2 separate regions of the Mus musculus genome follow, and region 1 is linked to region 2. The links are chromatin contacts, called in public Hi-C maps. All regions are on one chromosome and are shown on one strand. Each heading gives the region's core, a stretch centred on a gene start, on an enhancer-like site or on the middle of the called end of the contact. The rest is flanking DNA. Distances are from core to core; before and after follow the strand shown. Region 1 has its middle 64 kb from the start of Gm6567. Region 2 has its middle 8.8 kb from the start of Gm36865.

Region 1 (6,884 bases), core at 1,234-3,733, 200 kb after region 2:
GCCTAGAAAAAAAATGTAAACAAAACACACAACTGCAAGCCTGTATACAACAAACAGCTGTCTCACTCTGCTTGGAAAATGAAAAACCATAACAGTCCAGGTTGAGCCGAGCTATGAGTGGATGGATGGTGTTTCCCCCTGGGGTGGAGCAACACCAGGCATAGGTCTTATACCTTCATGCACATATTCACCGGCCTCTCGAAATAAAATAAAATGAAAATGAAAGCAAGCTCAATGTCTGAGGCTGTGTGATACCCCTGATACAGTTAATTGATAACTGTAACAAAAACAGTTGTGCAAGAGCTTTCAGGGAAGTTGTGAGAACAAATAGCATGTAAGGATGTAGCATGAATAAATGCATACTACAGGGTACTCTGGGGAGCAGGAGCCCAGCCCTAAACAACAGAATGCCCATGAGAGCTGCCTCTGCACTTTCTCCGACACACACCACATCTTCCCACCAGAGCTGGTACATCTCCTGTAACTGATACCCATGCCCCTATGAACACTGATGAATAATAGGTATCCTTCTGCATGTGTCAGAACTAATTCCAGGAGCATCCTCTTCCATGCCAATCTAGAGTCAACCTTTGAAGCCTGTTCATACAACTCTCTTTGAGAAGGAGAACAGATAAATTTCTTCCAAAGGGAATCACTAGGCAGTGAGAGGTGCCACCATCAATAGATGGGAAATTCAAGTGCACCTCCGGTGTGTGATGGTCCACCATTGTCTTGCATGCAAAATAATGGACTTCACAAAATTTGACACATTCCACTCCAAAATACTGCAGTTAGTTAATTAATCCATGTTTGGTAATCTTATCCATAAAACATCAACAGTGCCTCCTAGTCCATTAACCCCTTGAGTTTCTGGGAACTGCTTTGGAATTGGTCTTAAAAGTTTCAAGTCAGATTGTCTTTGCAACTGATTGGCAAATGACTGGGTCAGTTACATAAACTCAATATGACCCACAGAACTTACCAGCAAAGAGAGCTTAATTTCCCTGCCTCCTACATTTTGCTCTTGGAAGTATTTTAGAAACCATGGCAATTTATAATCACAAAAGGTGTTGTTAGCCAGGATCAAATAAAATAACAAATAAGGTCTTAACCCTCAAGTGCTTTTCCAAGTACTACATAATTGAGTGTACAGCTTGATCTCTTCCACACTCCAACCCTACCCCCACTTTTTTTGTATTTTCCATGATCAACCTTTAACCTCTTGGAGGCTTGGAGGTTGCCTCCTTGTGTAGTCAGTTGAAGAAGAAGCCGAGAGCCAGGGCAGCTGCAGCTGCCTTGTCCTGATCATAGTGACAAGGATGAACCTGAAGACCCAGCTGCTGAGGCCCAGTTGCCCAAGGCTAACTCAGTGTGGAAGGTAGAGTAGAGGAGTGAGGCCCACTTTATGTTACCTGAGGGACTTTTGAGGTTTAATTGCAACCGGTTTTCATGAGCCTCTGCTCTGAGCCAGAGCTCAGGCCAAGCCTCCTTCCATGAAAGCCAGATTGAACCTTTCTAGGTTAATGACACATGAGAGAGAACTTCACAGTCGTTTCTGATGACATTTCAGTTTCTAAGAGCAAGTCCATTCGTGACTCTGCCTCCTTCAGCCTTCCCGGCACTGTAAGGCACACAGCCTTCTCCTGACTGATCCCTGATGTATCTCGGGCTTAGCCACAAAGAGAGAAAACTTGCTGACCAGACATGGCTCTCATGCGCTCACCCTTTGACCCTGTTTTAAAACCTTGTGTGGGACACCTGCTGCATCTTAAGCCAATCCAAAGCACAGGAGATCTAAAGTCACCTCTGAAACTTTCCAAGGAGTCTAGAGTGGTTCCTTCACAAAAGGGAAGATGGGGAAGATGTACATGCTTAATTTAATAGGAGCATCTTGCCCTAAGTGTCATGAGAGAAAAAATGAAGGGAGGAAGGGGGGGAGGGAGGGGGGAGGAAAGAGGGAGGGAGGGAAGGAGGGAGGGAGGAAGGGAGGGAGGGAAGGAGGGAGGGAGGAAGGGAGGGAGGGAGGGAGGGAGGGGGGAGGGAGGGAAGAGAGAGAGAGAGAGAGAGAGAGACTAGAGAAGGAAAGACAACACACACAAACACATGAATCATTTGCAGGAGAAAACTAGAGCTTATTCTTATTTTGGGGCATCTCCCATAAGAACATTGCTTTATTTCGCCGACAGAGAGAAAAAGAGTGACATTTCGCTTCAGCTCCAGGCACAGAGGGGGCCAAAAGGCAAGCCCCACAGAAGAACATCTGGTTGGCAAACACCGAGGAACACAACACCTGCAAGCTCCTCATGTGTTTACGCAGTAACTGCTTGTCCATTATCCACACAAAATATGTTCTGGGGCTGGAAACCCGTACCCTGTGCCAACAAAGTCTGGAGCGATAACGCGGCCTGTTTATCTTGGAATTCCCTGTCCTTGCATGGGCGGGTCGCCCTCAGCCAAGCCGACTCTGGAACATTTTTGTGCCTAGCGCCTCCCTGCTGAAACTTCAACAAGCTTGGAACTGGAGACTGAGGAAAGGGCGTTGGAGAATGCAAGCATAAAGAACGACTGCTGGGCTGCGGGAGTCGTTTGTGCTATTATTTACTCGAGTGTGAAGATTTGCTGGCAGGGCTCTGTCATTTCTGAGCCTCTGGAAGTAGTTGCATGTATCAAAAAACATCACCAAAACAAGCCATCTGAACACCCACACTTACAGGAAACCTTACCCGGGAGACTCAGAATTCTTCTAAAAGAACAAGGCCTGCGGCTTGTGACTCTGCCCTTGGCAGCTGGGGTTGGGAGCCCCCGGCATAATTTATTGTGTCTCCCTTTGAAGCACTCTCTGCTACATAGGAAGCATCCACCCAAGAGACCTGTCTGGAAGCCGTGTGATGGCGACCAGGGCAGAAAAGTCCCCCCCATCAGTCAAAGCCCACACTTGAGGGTTGGGGTCAAGCCCTACACCAACCCTAGCACCACCCTGAGTCAAAATTACTGCTACGGTGAACGCTATTGGCTTGGGAAACAGTGAAAGCCTAGAACGTGGAAGTGAGAAGAGAGGTGTGGGGAAAACAGTCGAATTCCTAGGTATTGGAGTTACAGATCTGTGGGTCTTTTCCTCACAACTCAAAGCTCCTCAGCTTTTAGCCTAGAAAAAGACGGGGAGCTTCCAGGGTCAAGTTGCTTAGCCACGTGGTTTCCCCTCAGGTCTGGCTGGCTGCTCCCTGCTATACCTTAAGGCTTATCATAACTGAAGGACAAGGTACACGCATCGTCGGTCCCCTGCCCATGTGCTCAGCAGGTCCGGTGTGTGTTGGATTGCCTCTCTCTGTCAAAGGCCTTGTGCCTGGTCCATAGAATAAAGTTAAGGAGTCACAAAGTGTGATGCCCAGGAGTCGAAGGAGCTGGGACCCGTGTTGCTTTGAAACTGTGTCTAAACCATTATCCTTATACAGAATTAGACACTACTCTCATACCGAATTACACATTTCCAAGCATGCAGCTCTTCCTCCTCTTGCCTTGTCCTGGGTATGTTAACCCCATTCCCCTTTGACCTGCTCCTCGCTGTATGTCTGAAGACAGGTTTTTGTTCATTAGACATCCTGATTTGTATTTGATCTTTTATGTTTCCTGACTTCTGTGTATAACACACTCAGCTGCATCCAGACGCATCCCATCTAACAAGCAATCTCTAAGGCTCAGCACCTTTATTGTTATTTAATGCTTGGTCCTCTGAAGAGACCATGTCCCAGTAGAATGGCCCAGTGGAGATGAAAACCAGGTAAACCCAGGAAGAGTCACATGATCTCTTTTAAAGACAATATTCACAAAGTACTTCCTATCTCTCAAATTTGTAGTCATTTATTTAAAATTTGCTTATCCCCAGATGCCCTGCCTAGCAACAGCATCAGCCTGACTCTATGCAACAGCAGGGTATGTGAGCCTAGGTTCAGTAATGGTTATGTATTTATGGTGCTTCAGAAACCAGAAACCTTGAACCAGCCCAGCAGTTTATTGCAATGAATATTTGCATGTAAATCTGCTTGAGGGTATATATATATATATATATATATACATATATATATATATATATATAGAGAGAGAGAGAGAGAGAGACTGCAGTTTCTGATGGCATTTCAACAAATGAGTATGTGATGGAAAGATGAAAGAGCTAGAGGAAATGAGTGGTGTCTACTCAGTGGAGAGAGATGGAGGTAGAGACATGACAGCAATGACAGGTGTGAGAGATGGCTGCAGTGGACAGGAGAGCATGTCGCTGAGTAGGGCAGACAGAGTGATGTGCAGCCTGGAGCTTGCATAGACTCAGACCTCAAATATGGTGCCCCCACTGTACAATCGCCCTGGTTCTGAGCAATGACCAGATAGCCAAGATGAAAAATGGTTCATTTTCTGGATTTGACTTCCTCAAAAGACCTCTATGATCCATTCTGCCCCTGGAAGTCACTTTGTGATCTGTGGTCCACTGCCCACATAGTGTTGAAGCCCAAGGTTCATTTGGATGTCCCAGGTCCTACAGCAGCCAGGAGCCATGTTGACGTCTGTGGAGTGAAGTACCACAAAGGCCATGTGTATAGTCTGCTGCTGCCTGAAGTCATGTTGATGTTCAGGGTCCACGCTGCTAGCAAGGGCTATGTCTGGGTCTGTGGTCCTCCTGCAGCCAGGAGTCATGTTGATGTCTGTAGCCTATGTTGCCACCAAGAGCTAGGATGGTGATCATCACACATCCTGTGGCAGAGGGTCATGATGATGTCCGTGGCAGTCTGTACTGCCACCAGAGACCATGCTGAAGTCTGTGACACATGCTGATACCAGAGACCAACCATGTGGAAGTCCATGCTCTGTGCCCCTTCTGACTGTAAAGGACAAGGAAGCTACTTTTGCTGTGGTATTGATGACCACAGACTCACAGCTGAGAAAGAGGGAAATAGGCTTATTTGACAACCCCTATCTCCCCATACCTTCTTACTCCCCCCAAAAAAGTAACAGCCTAGACAGAAAGCCATTGAGGAGAACTCTTAAAAGTTGTGAAAAGCACTCCTTACCCCATGACACCTGTGACAGTCAGGAGAGCTGGCCCCAGGGTCATAAGAGTGAAGAATGGGCCCTGGCTCTCAACAGCTGCATGCAGTACTCAGGAGAATGGGCCCTGTACCTTGCCTGGGTAGGACAGGCGAGCTGCCCCTGGTGGCCAGGGCATGGGAGATCTGGCCCTGCCACTCATCTTCCCTGAGGTGATGTGGTCACAGGAGTTACACCCTCCTGCTCCCCTTGTGACCTGAAGTAATCAGGAGAGCTGGCCCCACAGCCATCAGAATGCCCCTGCCCTTTACCAGCTGTAGCACTACGGAAAATAGGCCCTGTACCTCACCTGAGCAACACAGTGGAACTGGCACTGGTGACAAAGGCACAGGTAAGCCAGCTCTGAGGGTGTGAGAGCAGGACTGACCCAGATCCTCAAAAGCCGCAGCACTTGGGAGAGTGGACCTTGCACCTTCACTAGGCAGTACAGTGGAGCTGGCTGGATTCTGCTGGCATGAGTGCCCGTGAGCTGGTCTCAAGGGCATGGGACCAGGAGAGCTGATCTTGTTCCCGGCTCACTGTCACACTGAGTGAGCTTCTCAGGGCAGTGCTGGAGAGCTTGCCCTGGTGGTGCAGATACAGGGGAGCTGCTTGGCTGACCATCAGTTACCACCCAGGCCCAGATCCAGGGATCTGAGTTGTCCCACCCCAAAATCTACCTCATCTGTGAACAGTTGGAGCATGCGGCCTGTCCTTCTGCTCCAAAGCTACAGGATCTCCACGACTCAAAACAACAGCTGCCAACAGGGAGGCGTCCCAGTGAGGATTCAATATTGATGGTGTCACAGAAGCCAGAGGCATCTAACCAGGCCAGTGACTCGTGACAATGAATTTATATGCAAGTAAAGATTCGTGGACAAAAAAAGGGTCTATTGTGGCACACACTGTGACACACTACAGTTTCCATGATGAGATGTTTTCTATGTTTTGTTTGGGTTTTTTATTTTATTTTCTTTGGGAGAGGAGGTTGCAAGAACAGAGGATGGATCCAAAGGGATGGGGAGACGAGTGGGACTGGGGTACATGATGTGAAACTCACAAAGAATCAATAAAAAGCTTTTTCAAACCTGAGGTAAGAAAGACGTTCTCCGTGACTGATGGCTTTGGTGGAGGTTCAGGTAGGAAAGGATGCAGTTTTCTTTAAGGGGCTGCCCACTGAGAGTTTGACAATACCCCAGTGAGTATGTGGTAACACAAACTGAATTTGTTTTTCCTCCTTCTCCTCTTCTTCTTCTTCCTCCTCCTCCTCTTCTTCCTCCTCCTCCTCTCCCTCCTCTTTCTCCTCCACCTTCTCCTCTCCCTCCTGGCCTTCTTTTGTGGGGGAGGGGTCACTCAGGTGGAGAGGCAAACTTGGGAGGATTTGGAAGTGAACGTGATCAGTGTTCATTAAATTATTATAAAAAAAAATAAAATAGAATCTGTTCAGCATGCCTCAGGATTGCCCGCCCTGTCAGCCAACACTTTCATCGTGCACAGCCTGGAGAAGCCGTGTGAGCTCTATTAACCTTGCAAAGTTCTCGGAAAAGATATGATTATTCCTGTGCTATACGTGGATACACTGTGCTAAGCAAGAAGTATAAACTGCGTCGAGCTACATTGCTATAAAAAGATGATTCCAGACAGAATATTTGTTTCATTGATTAATGTATTATTTTACATCCCAATCGAGCTTCCCCTCCTTCCTCTCCTCCCAGTCCCTCTCTCCTTTTCTCTTTAGAGAAGGGAGGCCCCCCATGGATGTCAGCCCATCTTGGCATATCAAGTTGTAGTAGAACTAGGTGCCTCTT
Region 2 (6,460 bases), core at 2,764-5,263:
TTTATACTCTGTTGTTATAATGCAGAATGCTTTCTATATTGACTTTCTGCTAAACTTAATTAAATCCTTCGAAACCACACACTTTTCCCAAGAGAGCTGGCAAAAAAATACCAAGGAGACTTACAAACATGTTCCTGAGTGAGATCCTGTAAGCAGCTGCTTAGAGCTCAGAATCCTTCCAGATATGGAGCAACTTTCATATCAGGGACTTTCATTGGCCTTTTATATTTAAAAAATGCTATGTATTTTTCAACCTGGCCCCCAAAGGATATTGGAATTGAGTTAGGCAATCTTTTATTATGAATATTAAAATTAATCTCAAAGTTTTTGTCATGAAATAATTTAAAATAAAAGCCAAAATTTTCCCTATTAAATTACTAAAATTCCTTTTTAAGTTAAAAGGTTTATTGAAATACAATATGGGGGTTGATGAATAAGGCAATCAAACATTCATTTTAAGTAAGTTTCTATAATTGTAATAGAATCAAAGGGAAAAAAAATCATTATTTAAAAGCATTTTTCTATTTTTGACACAGTTCTTCCTTTACTTAACAAAAATGTAATTATTATTTTTATGAACAGCAAAACCTATATATGTGATTATTCTTCCAAGCTAAAACTGCTAAGGGCTAGGAACTTGACTCGGTCAGAAGAATGACCATTGCATAAGCTTGAGGGCCTGAGCCCAGGTTCCCAGCACCCACAGTTTTAAACGGCAGAGGTGGTGGTTTGCATTCGAGTCCTTGTGCTCAGGAAGCTGAGGCAGGAAGACACTTGGGTCTCACTGACCATCTAGGTTTGTTGTTCTGTGAGCTTCAAGTTCACTGTGAGAGCCTGTCTCAAAAATTAAGATGGAGAATGACTGAAAAAGACATCCAATATAGATGTTCAAAGCACGCACACACATGTGTAAACAATACTGTCATCCATACAAGAACCATAGGTTCCAATGTTAATAACGCAAACAGGTCTCTCCCCACTCTGTTCCATCTCCATATATGCATATTTTTTGTTTTCTTTGTTTGCAATCTTAGACTTCAGGATCTTATTTTATTCCTCAAAAAAATAGTCATTTCATCTGTTGTGATTATACCAAACGACACACTGCTGTTATATTAGCAACAAAATAGGACCCTGATGCTCGGCAACAGATTTCCATTGTATTGTTTTCCAATACAGCCTCCATCATTTAATTCAGATGCTCCAAAATAAATGGTAAATTTGATTTAAGTGGCTATTTCTGGAGAAAAAACAGCAATTATACAAGCCAGATTTTACATGAAAAATTTGTAGAGAATTCAATATTGCTAGTTTTATCTAGACAGATCTTGAAATGTCTAAGTTGTAGTATCATTTATACTCTTGGATAAAATGAGGAACGTAAAATAAGTTTTACAAAGCACATGATTTTTCTTTTCAATTGAAAATCTTCAAAACTTGTTTCTTTGGACTAGGGTGTAATTCAGTGTAGAATGCTTACCTGGCAGTCATGAAACTTTGGGTTTGACCACTTACCATCAATAATGAAAACCATTCCTCTGCTGTGTCCTGTTTTTTGTTGTGTCATGAGCCAGAAATCCTAAAAGTTGCTGATTGAAGAATCCTAATATAAACATGGTGGAAAAACAGAAGTTTCATAGCCCTTTAAAAGCATAGAACTTTCAGTGAAATGCTAGATGTTGAGAGAAATAAAGAAAGAAGTGGACTGAACATGGAGGAATGGAAGGCCTTGAAAGACTCAGAATAGAATGCAGAAGCAAGCACAAGAGTCCTGGTGTGGCTGAAGGATGCCCCTGATGGAGACTGCCCAAGAAGTTTGGAGCCAGAAGGACTTATCGTGGAAACATGGGATCATTGCGTACTATCTACATGATGGGGGTAGGGTTCATGGCAGTTGGGGCTGGCTATGAATGTCAGCTGGAACCAAGGTACACAACAGAGGTGGAAACAACGGAAGCCCTACGTAAACCTGTCTACTCAAAGACTGAAACCAAAGATAATGACTGGGATTGGGGAGGGGGAGAGAGATTTTCACCCAATTGCCAATTTATTTGATAATCGTCTAAAAGTACCAAAAGAAAGACCAAGGCTGAGAAGACAGAAGATAACACAAGAGATGAGCATGGGAAACTTAGCTGATGTTGTGTTTCTTATATTTTAAATTATTTCTCAATTTTAAAAAGTTCAAATTTTGGACAAGGTGGGATTAAAACCTGACCACACCCCAAGCCAGTTATGCCAGGACACCTCACACATTTTCAATAATTATACAAAATAAACATAGCGTCCTGCAATAAATGTGTCCATTTCACATATTTACTAAATGGATTCTCAAGTATTCATTAGAGTCAGAGATACATGGGTAGAAGCATTGCAGAGGGAACCAGCTGTCTGTCCAGGTGTCCTGAAAGTATGATATCACAAGTCAGGGCAGCCTCATGATATCATTCTTTCAGTTACATGCTAAGTGCATATCTGTGCCCAGCCCTGGGCTGGATGGTTGATACTCCACTGTGGGTACTGTGGAAAACCATTTTATCTTTTCTTTACTGGAAAGTCAATGCTGCCAGTTCCTCCTAAGTCTCCCAGTAGATTAGACCAAGTTAGCACTTGGCAACTTGGAGGGCTATGGAACACAGAAGCTAAACAACAGAACAAGAAGCCTAACATGACTTTCATCTGATCCAGACATTGGCAAGCTATGTTCCACATGCCAAATCCAGCCTGCTGCCCGTTTCTCACGTCCAGCAAACTAAGTGTAAAATGTGAAGACAATTGATCTTCAGAGAACAGTTGCCTGATCTTGCCTTTTGGCACACAAACAGAAGACAATAATTACTAGCTGGCTTTATTATTTTTAAAGCCTAAACACTAGACTAGCCATAGTGAGACCACGTGGCTATCTGAAGAATTGTTGTTATCTCAGTGCGTCCATCTCTTGAACTTGGACAAGTTTCTAGGAGTAATGTCATCAAACTCCAGCTCTGACTCTTTCCTTTGCCAGAGTACAAGGAATGGGTATTTGCATTTTCCCCAACAATCTCATCAGCTTTCCAAGCTAGTGCTCCAATAGTTCAGTCCTAAGCATCCTGTGCTTTCAGCAGGTTTCTATAAACCCTGCCACTTACACTGTGCACTCTAGGCTTCCTCAAGAAAGGAATTGTACACAAAAAGAAAATGAGTAAATATTCCTAGCCTTTCAGGAATGGAGACAGATCTTGGTTATAGCCACTTAATCCCACTACTGTGTTCTGCAAATAGCAACAGGAACTGATGAGGGTCTGGACCTTTGTCTCATTAGTTAAGAACTTACACTGCTCTTGTAGAGGACCACACTTCATTTCCCAGAACCCATGCTAGAGGGCTCACAACCACACATAACTACAGTTCATAAAGAGCTAACACCCTCTTCTGGCCACTGCAGGCATTACACTCAGGCACAAACACACAGATAAACACAGATACACGTGCTGAAAACTAAAAATTAATTCTTTCAACAATATCTGAAAATGACCCTGTCAGGGTATGTTCCAACAAAGCCTTATTTACTGGAACTAGAAAGCAGGCTGGCTCTGGCCTATGACTGCCAAACCCTGACCTAAGTTGTTCTTAGCTGTTCCAACTCAAGTTTGTATCATATGTAGGAATTTCATTTTCTATTAAAAATTTTTAAAAATTGGAGGCATGTGAAATGGTACTGTCTTAAATAGATGCACAGGTGATATAATCAATCAAGTATAGCTTAGGGGAGAAACTTATGTAGCCCCTCACATAGCACAGATTAAGTTGAATCCCCCAAAATATATTTGAATCTTGAATCTTCCCAATGACCACAAGATCCTTCACTTTTGTATCAGTGAGATTGATGTCAGAGTCACCTTGAGCAAGCAGGACATTCGTCAAGCATGTTTTCTCTGTTGCACAATCCGTAGCATTTTCATCTAGAAAGACTTTCTGCATAAAACAGTTTGTGCTGCCTCTGAGGCATTTTAGCTTGTGGCCTATGAAGGGCACTACTCTGGCATGCCCAGCTAGGGTGTCGCTTTCCACCAGGGCCAGTCAGAATGTTCTCTAGAGCTTCTCCTGAATTTCAGTTTTGAAACGCTTGACCAAATGAGTCACAAGACCCAAATGAGGTCAGAAAAATCTTTGGGGTCATGCTCCTTCCTAATAGATGAGCTGCAATGGAAACCACTCAGAGCTGACATTCCAGAGGAATGTATCCCGTGTTTCTAATCATTAAAGTCAAAATTATAATAGATAGCACTCAGCTCCCCTGTTCGTGAGTTTTAACTCTTCAGAGGTCATTGTAGACGCAGCCTATTAAATAATGCAAGCCAGACAATGCTGACTGAATCAAACCCGAAATGTCACTCTGGGTTTAAATTGATTTTCTTATGTGAGGACCTCTTTGCTTGCAAATCAGAATGGCCTTATATTCTCACATCTGAAGGAGGAGGTTGGCTTTCGCAGGATTAATTTTAACAATGCCGATTGATGCGAAGGTTTGTGTTGGGTCATGGAATGGCCTTCTCTCCAGGACTTGAATTATTCATAAGCATTCCTGTGTGTTGTCTTTCTTTCCTGACAATACAGACAATGGCAATGGGGGAGAAGCTAGCCAGCTGCACACACTTTACCTTCTTGAACACACTAGCCAGTAGAAGTGGGTGGGTTTGAAGTGGGTGTATTAATTACAGGAATTTAGATGAATAACTCTTGAAACTAAATAACTAATAGCTGAAGGTGATCTAGTGACAAGCTGTGTTTTCCCACATAGATACATCTCATTTTGTCTCTCCCCTAACCATCTCTTGGAGGGTATTAACCAACAGCTCACTCACAGGAACAAACAACTCTATCTCTGAGCTGCAAACCCCAGCAAGCTGTGTGCACTTTATGCAAAGGTAAGAGGTTGTAAACATGCCAGGTACCAACCTTCCATCGTTGTGATCATGAATACAATTGTTTTGGCAGCCTCTTGAATGACCCAAGATTTAAAGAGCACCTGGAGATGAGCAGGTATACCATCAGGAAGGTACAACCCAAGAAAACCTGTACAACTCCAGCCTACCCCTCTAGGCTCCGACACTGGGGTGCATCCCGCACAGAACTCCAGACTGTTCTTCTAGAAAACCAACAAAGTCAAGGCTCTTTTTCAGTTTTCAGATAAGAATTTTAGATGCAGAGCATTTTCTTTGAGGGAAGCATCCCCTGCATCAGGGAGAAGTCAGACTGCTGCACTGAAGTGGGTACAGAAAAGGAGATAATTTCCTGGGGACTGAGAAAGCCTAGGTATGCTTCCTGACCTCTGTGATGTACACAGCTCTCTTTGTCCAGGGTAGGAGAGAATGGTGAATATCAGGAAACACAAAGAAGAACCGATTCTCAGATTATTGGATACCAAATGTAATTGCTAAAACTAATCTTGTAACTTAGACAAGCGAGCAGCTTACACCAACATCTGCAGTGGGGAATTTCTGTCTTCATTTTCCTTACTATATAAATACCGATAAGGAACCAGCTGCTTTCTCTATGGCTAACGGCAACATTATTATAGTCCTATAATCTAGGGTCAAGGAGAAACTGTCCCTGGTCCTCCGGGACCTTATTATGTCCTTGGCTTTGTAGAACAGCACAATTTTATAATTTTTCTTTTGGACAAAAAGAAAACGCACCAGCTTTTAGAATAATGCAAATTTTATGTGAGGAATTTGGCCAAGAAAAATATCCAGGGAAAACCCTGCCTAGATTCCAAGTACAGTTGAACAAAAGAAAAGAAAGAAGAAGAAAAGAAAAACACCATAACCTATGTGACCTTAATACAAAATGCAAAAGGATGGCACATCTTAAAGTAAAAAAATAGAAAAAAGAAAGGAAGGGAGGGAGGGAGGGAGGGAGGGAGGGAGGGAGGAAGCTGTCTAACATGCAGTTTATTTGTTCATGTTGCTAATTAAGGCTATATAGACAGTGGCCTTAAAAGTATGGCATTCCTTGAAAAGGGGAGAGAAATGATGCCTGACCCTCAGGATAGCCAATGAGTGGACCAAATGTGCTCTGATTATGTGTGCAATTACCCAAAAGTTTGTTATTGCAAAATTGAATTCTTTCCTGCCGAAGTCCAACGCTAAGTAATTAAGTGCAGAACTGTGCTTGGTCTCATCACAGCACAAAATAGCAGAGGTCATGGAAAGTGTTGTGCTCCCCTGCCATTAATATTCCGCTGGTGTTGGAATAGATTAGCAGCAGAGCACAGCAGGTTAGGATTGCCTGATTCTGTTCAGCCCCACATAATGAACGCGAGGAGAGTGTCTTGAATGTCTAATGTCAGTCACCGAGCAGAAGGGGACAAAATCCTCCTGCCTGCTCCCAGGGCTTTGAAAGAACTGTTTATCTCATGAATTTTCACTCACTAATAATCATACCTACTGCTGTAAATTGCTAATAATTGTCAGGCTAA

The links. Hi-C and Micro-C count contacts between places; a contact is called where the count stands out from the background.
Region 1: a contact with region 2 is called in a Hi-C map of muscle stem cells, with 1.5 times the contacts expected there. The contact joins two enhancer-like sites. A contact is called at or near these places in 2 of 484 Hi-C or Micro-C datasets (embryonic stem cells and muscle stem cells).

What each region holds. Positions count from the first base shown.
Region 1 is chr7:73,034,573-73,041,456 of GRCm38.p6, forward strand. No RefSeq gene overlaps it. Among named protein-coding and RNA genes, the nearest start is that of Gm6567, 64 kb to the right of the region's middle. Within about 2 kb of position 2,484, at least 32 of the 459 cell types and tissues checked have an H3K27ac peak or open chromatin away from gene starts, as enhancers often do. A contact at or near this core is called in muscle stem cells, where this site is marked.
Region 2 is chr7:72,832,203-72,838,662 of GRCm38.p6, forward strand. No RefSeq gene overlaps it. Among named protein-coding and RNA genes, the nearest start is that of Gm36865, 8.8 kb to the left of the region's middle. Within about 2 kb of position 4,014, at least 2 of the 459 cell types and tissues checked have an H3K27ac peak or open chromatin away from gene starts, as enhancers often do. A contact at or near this core is called in muscle stem cells, where this site is marked.